Regions from separate parts of the Mus musculus genome. Here region 1 is linked to region 2. Evidence: chromatin contacts called from public promoter capture Hi-C data. All regions are on one chromosome and are shown on one strand. Each heading gives the region's core, a stretch centred on a gene start, on an enhancer-like site or on the middle of the called end of the contact. The rest is flanking DNA. Distances are from core to core; before and after follow the strand shown. Region 1 holds the start of Myl9 (myosin, light polypeptide 9, regulatory). Region 2 holds the start of Aar2 (AAR2 splicing factor homolog).

Evidence for each region. Promoter capture Hi-C pulls out the DNA fragments that hold promoters and counts their contacts.
Region 1: a contact with region 2 is called in a promoter capture Hi-C map of stem cell-derived epiblast-like cells, with 5 times the contacts expected there. The contact joins the promoter of Myl9 here to the promoter of Aar2 in region 2. A contact is called at or near these places in 15 of 39 promoter capture datasets (the 3T3-L1 cell line, 3T3-L1-derived adipocytes, the HPC-7 cell line and 8 more), 1 of 484 Hi-C or Micro-C datasets (cerebellum), 3 of 115 datasets of contacts at active chromatin or transcription factors (T-cell acute lymphoblastic leukemia, embryonic stem cells and stem cell-derived neural progenitor cells) and 3 of 9 other capture datasets (adipose tissue, liver and pancreatic islet).

The regions. Positions count from the first base shown.
Region 1 is chr2:156,773,813-156,778,039 of GRCm38.p6, forward strand. It overlaps Myl9 (myosin, light polypeptide 9, regulatory), which reads left to right and starts at 1,652. Exons shown (of 4, transcript NM_172118.1): 1 at 1,652-1,694.
Region 2 is chr2:156,546,243-156,550,321 of GRCm38.p6, forward strand. It overlaps Aar2 (AAR2 splicing factor homolog), which reads left to right and starts at 1,334. Exons shown (of 4, transcript NM_026661.4): 1 at 1,334-1,641.

The sequences.
Region 1 (4,227 bases), core at 402-2,901, 230 kb after region 2:
ACCCATCACACACAACCTGGACCAGAACAAATTTCCATACAGGATATTACTGAGACATCTGGCACAATTGGAATATAGGTCATAAATTAAAAGCCTAAATCAATGTTAAATCTTATGATTTTGATAATATACTATCAATATGTAAAAGAGTCCTCCTTTTAGGATATACTAAAATCTTATTCACTATCAAGTGTTGGGCAATGTGCATATTCCCACAGGGAAGAGTGAGGAGCCAAAGGTCAACTGGAGACTCTCAAGGAAGTCAGTTTTCTATACGAGTCTTAGAACCTTAGTATGCTTGAAATTATCTCAAAAGAAAGTTTCCAAAAATGAATAAATCCAAGACAAAATGGATCTCTCCCAAATCTGCTCCGCCTACGCCCACGCTGCCCAACTAAGAAAATGGCAGCACTCTCTCCAGCTGCCCCACTGAAATCCTGAGCTGGGGCGTGAGAGAGGCTCCTTGGTAATGGCACTTGCTGTTCGTATGTGGCCAGGCAGGCCTGCAACAGTCCACTGACTTCCACACCAACTCTCATCACGAATAAATAGAATTTTTAAAAGAATTGAATTCTTGGAGCCAACTTTCTTCTCATTCCAGTCTGGTCCGTTTTCAAGTCCTATTGGCTGAAGCACTGAAGTGTTTCCAGAACCCCTCCCCTTGTCGCCCAGTTTCCCACTGCCCCATAAGCCCAACCAGCATCTCCCCCACTTACTGTCTGCTCTCCTGTCCTTGAGCGTGCCATACGCTCTCTAAATCTCCTGCACTGACATCCATTACTTTTCCTTTGTGACTTCTGACCTCTACGCTAAGCTAAACTACTCCCCAAATTCTAGTTCCGGAAGTGTTTCAACTGTTACCTCTAATGTTGCCAGGACAGATAAAAACTGTTACCTTCTATTTATTTAGACAACCTTGCTCCATAGCTCAGACTGACCTGGAACCTACACTATACTCGATGTTGGCAATCCTGCTGCCTCAGCTTCTCAAATGCCGAGATTACTGGCATGAACCACCGCATCTGGCTCCATCTCCTCTCAATCTGGCTCCATTTCCCAGCATCACCCTTAACTCCTTTTCAGCCGAGCTCAGAACTGTCCCGGGATGTAGGCGGTTTCAGGCTCCCAGGGCTCCCTAGGCAGATGGATCAGTTGCCTGCCCCATTGCGGAGCCAGGCAGCTATTTACAAAGTAACTGAATGCCAGAAAGCCCTAGGGAAAGAGTGATGGCCGCTGTTGTGAGGATTGAGTCTCCCTGAAAAAAAAGGACCATACTTGGCCGGGTGAAAGCCAGCCTTCCACCAGACACAGCAGGGGCCTCTGGGACAAGAGGGGGTCGGAGAGCTGGGAAACGCTGAAGGCTCCGCCCTTCTTGCCAGTCTTGACACCTCAATCTGCTTCCATGCCCCAGCCTGGGCCGACCCAGAGAAAGGCTGCGTCGAGGGGGGCTATTCCAGGGGCACCCCAGCTTCTCAGCCTGCAAGCAGAGGCCTAATAAGGCCGGGCTGGCTGCCTCAGCCCCGCCCCCACCCCACCCCCGCGCATTCTTCTGCCTTGTAAGGCCGGGCGGCCTGCGGACCCTCCAGCCCCGGCTCCGCCCCCAGAGCTCCGAGCATCGAGCATCGGTCGGAGCTGCTGCCAGCCAACTCTCGAAGCACCGCAACAGCGCCGAGGACTTTTCTTCTCTGCAGCAGGTGGGAGCCCACTCAGCACCCGGGCAGCTACAGTAGGTGGTCAGGCTGAACCTCACCCGGCCTTCTGAGGGCTGTGGCATGCTTAGTGGTGTGGGCTGGGGCTACTGCCTTGCTTGGGTCCTAAAGGGGACCCTGGCCTGGGACTGAGCAACTGGTGGTTCTGCGCCCCGGAAAACTGGTCTTTGGGCAAGGAAACAAGGATCCAGAGTGTCCTTTTGCTAAAGAGCCTAACACACCAAGCCTGGAAACTCCAGGCTACCTGCCTGTAGAGATGCCAGTGAGGGGGTTGAGGGCATCCCTGACCCAAGAAACTGTGTGTGGCAGAGGAAATTGAGCCCTACGGAAGCACAGCGCTCACACCCAGTTTTGCAAACCCTACCCCAGGAGGGATGGTAACCACCTCATGCCTTCCTTATCTCCAGTGCTGTGTGCACTAGAGAACGGTGGGATGAGGGGGTCTTGGCTTCTTCACAACCCTCCAGCCGCCCTGGTTGCTTGATGAGCCGGTTGGAAAGCAGGGTATCTGGCACAGCCAGCTATGGAGACTAGTAATGAGGAGGGAGGGATGGTCTAGCCATGACCGCGCCAAGTTCCAGCTGTCTGATCCTTGGTGTCTAGGACCCCAGAGAGGGGAGCATATGGCTTCAGAGTTAAGGACACAGCTTATTCCTAATTTAAGTCACTCAACCAAGTCTAGAAAGTGCCTGGCCCTTCAAGAGCCAAACCTGCCACCCACTGGCCCCAGCCTAGCGTGGTGTCCTGGCTCCCAACCCTCTCACAGGTATTCACTTCCCTTTGTGTGTGTGTGTGTGGGGGGGATGCCTCTCAGGGATGTAGAGAGGGCAGGGATACACTAGGGGAGCCTAGCTGGGCCTGCCCTAGAGGTCTGCAGACAGGATGGGCTAAGAAAGCTGATGGCCAAACCGGGCAGTGATGGTGCACGCCTTTAATCCCAGCACTTGGGAGGCAGAGGCAGGTGGATTTCTGAGTTCGAGGCTAGCCTGGTCTACAGAGTGAGTTCCAGGACAACCAGGGCTACACAGAGAAACCCTGACTCAAAAAACCAAAACAGAGCCGGGTATGGTGGCGCACGCCTTTAATCCCAGCACTCAGGAGGCAGAGGCAGGTGGATTTCTGAGTTCGAGGCCAGCCTGGTCTACAAAGTGAGCTCCAGGACAGCCAGGGCTATACAGAGAAACCCTGTCTCGAAAAAACAAGAAAAACAAAACAAAACAGACAGACAGACAGACAGACAGGAAAGAAAGAAAGAAAGAAAGAAAGAAAGAAAGAAAGGAAGGAAGGAAGGAAGGAAGGAAGGAAGGAAGGAAGGAAGAAAGAAAAGAAAGAAAGAAAGAAAGAAAGAAAGAAAGAAAGAAAGAAAGAAAGAAAGAAAGGAAAAGGAAGAAAGCTAGCTGATGGCCATCTCAGCCTGGGCCACAGGAGATGGGGGACAGCTTCCAGGGACAACATTTCTGCCCCCGGTTCTTACCAATTCCCACCCAGCACTACACAAAGGAACCCCAAAGCCTGGTGCATGCTGTGGGGCTCACTGGGTTTTATACAGCTAGAGTCTCAAGACTGCAGGTAGATGTGGCCCTGGGACTTGCTGGAGCTGACCATGACCCCAGCCCAGAGGGTATTAGAGGCAGGGATAGAGGAGGAAGGACATAGGCCCTGGGCCAAGGTCTACAGAGCACAGGGCAGAGAAGAAGACGTGCTGGGGCCTGGACTAGCTGAGGGGAAGCAGACAGAAGTTTTGAGATGTATTTCCCCACAAGTTATGATGGGATCAGGTTGAATTCTTTCCCTGGCCTCAGTTTTCCCATCTGTACAGTGGAGCTCATAAACCTTTCACTGAAGAATCCTCTACTAGCCTGCTGCTGTGGGCTGCCCTAGTGGTGAAGGATGAGGGAGTCCGCAAGTGTTTGTTATCAAGATAAGGGTGGAGAACAGCACCCCTGGGACTCTAGAGCTCAGCCTGAGGACAGCTACAGAAGGGGGGGGCTGGAAGGAAGTCCTGGAACAGCTGTGGAATGCTAGAGGTCAAGGAGGAGACAAAGTGGATCAGTCAGGAGCTGGGAGAGCACACTGGGTCCTTTCATGCCAGGCTGGGGCATCGAGGTTTACTCTCGGGATGTGGAGAGGGGTTTTAAGGAGGCGACTGAAGGTCTGAGTTTGAATGGGATGGGAGAGACCGGCCGAAGCCAAAACACCAGGTCTAAATGGACTGTAGTTTCAACTTGAGGGAGCTTCGATGTACAGGAAGTGACAGAGGGCACAGGATGAAACCACAAGGGACCAGTCAGGCTCCCTGAGGAGAGCAGCTGTGTTCCACAGACTGTGCAGAAGATGGGGGAGATAGGGGGTGCAGGGGCATGGAGTGAGAGGGGTGGGGAGGGATGGGGGAGGGGTGAAGGGGCATGGAGTGAGAGGGATGGGGAGGGATGGGGGAGGGGTGAAGGGGCATGGAGTGAGAGGGATGGGGAGGGATGGGGGAGGGGTGCAGGGACATAGAGTGAGAGGGATGGGGGAG
Region 2 (4,079 bases), core at 84-2,583:
CCTTTGAGAATCCTGCCTTTATAGATAAACAAGCTTACAATCAGGTCGGGAAAGTTGGCAGTACAAGATTAGAGGAGGGTCACATCTTGGCTATGGTTAGTGAGGAGATTAGAAGTAGTATCTATGTATCTCCCAGTAGCTCTGGCTCATGGTGGAGTTCTGATGTACAGAACCACTGAGCACAAGGTTAGTGTACTGGCTCTTCCTGGTTGTCAACTTGACTATATCCGGAATGAACTACAATCCAGAATTGGTAGGCTCACAGTGACCCTAATCTGGAGGCTGGGAGATGCAAGTGTCTGACCTGGATAATGGCATGGAAATCTTGAGGCATAGTGGTTATGAATCCGAGAAGATTAAGACAGGGGAGATCTCTGAGTTTAAAGTCATGTGGGACAAAGCAAGTTCCAGATCCAGGTGTGATGGCACACACCTTTAATCTGGGCACACACTTTCTGCTGGAGACCTACATAAGGACATTGGAAGAAGGAAGATTCTCTCTCTCTCTTGTTCACCTGCTTGCCTTGTGGGACTGAGCAACTGCTAGATCCTTGGATTTCCATTCACAGCTGCTGCTCACCATTGTTGGAGAGCTGGACTACAGACTGTAAGTCATCAACAAATTCCCTTACTATATAGAGACTACCCATAAGTTTTGTGACTCTAGAGAACCCTGACTAATACAGCAAGGCCTATGGATAGTCATTTACTATACACATCATTTGATTTGTTATTAAATACACAGTACATTTATGAGGGCTATGTGCTAGGTTCTAAGGAAATAGAGAAGAAAAAGACAGTCAGGTTTCCTCACTCAGTGCACATTTATAGCTTGACTGCTGTATTCTGTAAGGCCTGGAAAACACTGGGTGGTCATTTCCAGAGGAACTGCTGTGTTTGCGTTTGAAGGGACTGGTTCTCCCTTCAGGCAACAGCCTTGGTTCTGAAACTAGGGATGAATGTGTCTGGAAGCCGGGACTTGGAGATAATAGGGAACTTTTGACATGGTGACCGGCATAGGAAATGTGGCTAAAGAGGACCAACCATGACTGAGCCAGTCTGTGGCTACTGTGTGCCAACACCTGAACCATGCTTTGGCCAGCCCGTGTCTGCTTGAGACCAAAAGGACTGTGGATGGTGAGTATGTTTCTGGACGGGGATATAAAGTGGATAGTTTAATTAAAGTCGTTATTTATAATTCGGGAAGTAAAACGAAACAGTAAGAAGAAAATGAAGTGCTTATCGTGAGGAACCTGGAAGCACGGGCCATTTCTTCTGAGACTCGGGGCTCCGCCGGACTACTTTTTCCGTAGCACCTATCCGGCACCAAAGCAGCCGAACTTCCGTCCCGTTTCCGCGGAACCGGAGCTTGAGGTGCTACGGTGAGTGTCGGCCCTCGGTGCGCCTTTCGGCCTCCGGTTTCCTTGTGTGTGGTCGGGCCACCTCGCTTCTTGTCTCAGAATCGCGCTGGCGGAGTCTGGCTTTGTGAGCTGGTGTCTGAGGAGGCCTTTCTTCCTGAGAACCCGTCCCTGAGGACACCGTGGTCAGGGTCTCTGGGGCTCCCGAAGGAACTTCCCCCCACACCCCTTTAACTGTAACCAGAGAACGAGACTCACTCGAGCTGGATCTGCGTGGCTTCCGGTAAGTCACCTACCCGGCTTCCTGGCTTTATTTAAAGTGCATATTATCGTAAGTTAAAAAAAAAAAATTAAGCTTCGTGTGTATGCTAGGCATCAGGGACTCGAGTCTTGTGGGCATGACAGTCTTCAACCAAGTACACAAAGTTACACACCTGTCCCTGGAACTGAACGGCAACAGGGTAGCCAGAGTGTCATCACCAACATTTGACTTAGTCCCGGGTCGAGGAGGCTTTACTAAGATTAAAAAAAGAAAAATAATTGTGTGACCAAGTGCTATGGGTAGAGTTTTCTCTGGTGTGAGGGTAAGAAAGAAGCCAGTGTGGTTAGAACAATCCTTCGGATTGGGGTGGTATTAAATTAGCTGAAGAGTTGCCCAGGGAAATTCATGCAGCGTTTTCGGGCCATTCCCTAAAGCCAGATAGAGAACGCATTGAGGACCAAGTACTCTCCACTCTTGGAAGGCGGTGAATACGCTGAGGAGTTGTCTCTGTATTGCAGGCTTGTGAAGAGTATTCGTTTGTGTTTCAGACTTTTTTTTTTTTTTACTGTGAACTACAGTCACAAGACTTTTATGCTGTGATCACATGTATATACAAGCACATGTCTTCTTGGAACCATTCCTATCCTTGTTACTTGTGGCATTCCAATAGCTTAAAAGTTCTCTTCTTGGTGCTGGAGAGATGACTTGGTGGTTAAGAGACTTGTCTGCTCTTCCAGGGGACCTGGACTCAGTTCCTAAGGGCGCCATGGTGCTAAACCCACCTCTAACTCCAGTGTCAGGGAATTCAGCATCCTCTTCTGGCTTCTGTGTAACTTTTCTCATTATTTCAGATAGCTTTCTGTCTAAAAATGATTTCCTTCCTTCTTTCTTTCTTTCTTTCTTTCGTTTTGTTTTGTTTTGTTTTTTCGAGACAGGGTTTCCCTGTGTAGCCCTGACTGTCCTGGAACTCACTTTGTAGACCAGGCTGGGCCTCGAACTCAGAAATCCTCCTGCCTCTGCCTCCCAAGTGCTGGGATTAAAGGCGTGCGCCACCACCGCCCGGCTAAAAATGATTTCTTAACTCAAGATACATCTTGCAGTTTGAAAAAGAGTGCTAATTTAGAGTCTTTTCTCCTGTTTTTTTAGGTAAAGACAATGAAGTGTGCTCCTAATATTTTTTTGTAAAAGGATTTTTTGTTTGTTTTAAATAAAAGAGTAAACATCAAGCAGCACTCGATTTTTCTGCTTGTGTATTTTGAGGCCACTTCTGTGTAAAATACAAATATCTGGTTTTCAGTAGTCTTATTCTGTGGATATTTCTTTTGGGGCCCAGTAAAGATCCTGGGTAGTGCCTGTAATCTGAGTGTTTTGTCAGTAGGATGAGTAAGTGACTTAGTACTCAGTTCAGTAAAAGTTGAAGTACTTGATTGGCTTGCATTGATTGGTTCTTGCTGAAAACATTCTTACAGATACTGCAGAGACGACAGTGTCTGCTACACAGTTGTTTTTAGCATCGAGTGCATGTGAGTGCATGATGGGGTGGTGGGTCATATGCTGGGGCAAACATGTGAAGGTTAGACAGCTTTGTGTGCTCTCTTTTCTCCTTCCACCCTTGAGTGGGCTCTGGCCATCGAAGTGAGGTTGTCAGGCTTACAAGGCAGGTGCCTCTACTCACTGAGCATTTGCCAGCACCCTCAACCCCTTTGCTTTTAATCAAAGTGTCTTTATAGGGAATTTAAATGTGGATAAGATAAAGAATCCAAGCCTCTCCTCAAGCACTCACTGTAGACCTGCCATGTCAGTCTCTGGCGGGATTGTGACTCTGGGGAAGTTGTTTGATCCCTGGACTTTCAGTGCTTTTGTTTTGTGATTGTTTGCTTGTTTTTAAGACAGTGTCTTGTGTATGTGTCCCAGGCTGGCCTCCGGTTCACTGTGTACTGAGAATGACTTTAGTGTCTGATCCTGTGCCTCTGTCTTTGTCTATCACAGAATTTTTTTTGTAATCGTTTTTGTGGTTCCAAGGATCCTTTGTGTATAATGGACAAGCACTGCACCTGATGAACCGCGTTCTCACCAGCCGCTTGGTTTCATTGTTGATTTCTGAGAAGACCGTCTCTAGCAATCAAGGGTGATTTTGAACTCCAGATCAAGGGTTGGGAATACAGGCATGTAGCACTGCACCCTGGCAAGTTGTTTTAAACTAAGAGCCCAGCCCTTTGCTTTCCCTCATTTCCAACTAGGCTTTTGATGAGTGAAAGAAGGGAGTTTGAAAAACTCTCCTTCGCTCCTCAGACTTTTTGTTAATTTTAGATGCTCATGGAAAATTAGGTAGCCAGTTTGATTTGGTCATCTTATGGTACTCTCCAGTAGCAGGTTTTAGGTAGAATTGTAGCTTAAGGCGACTTTTGCATTCTTCTAATTTAAAATGAGCCATTTGAGCCGTTTCTACCTTCCACTGC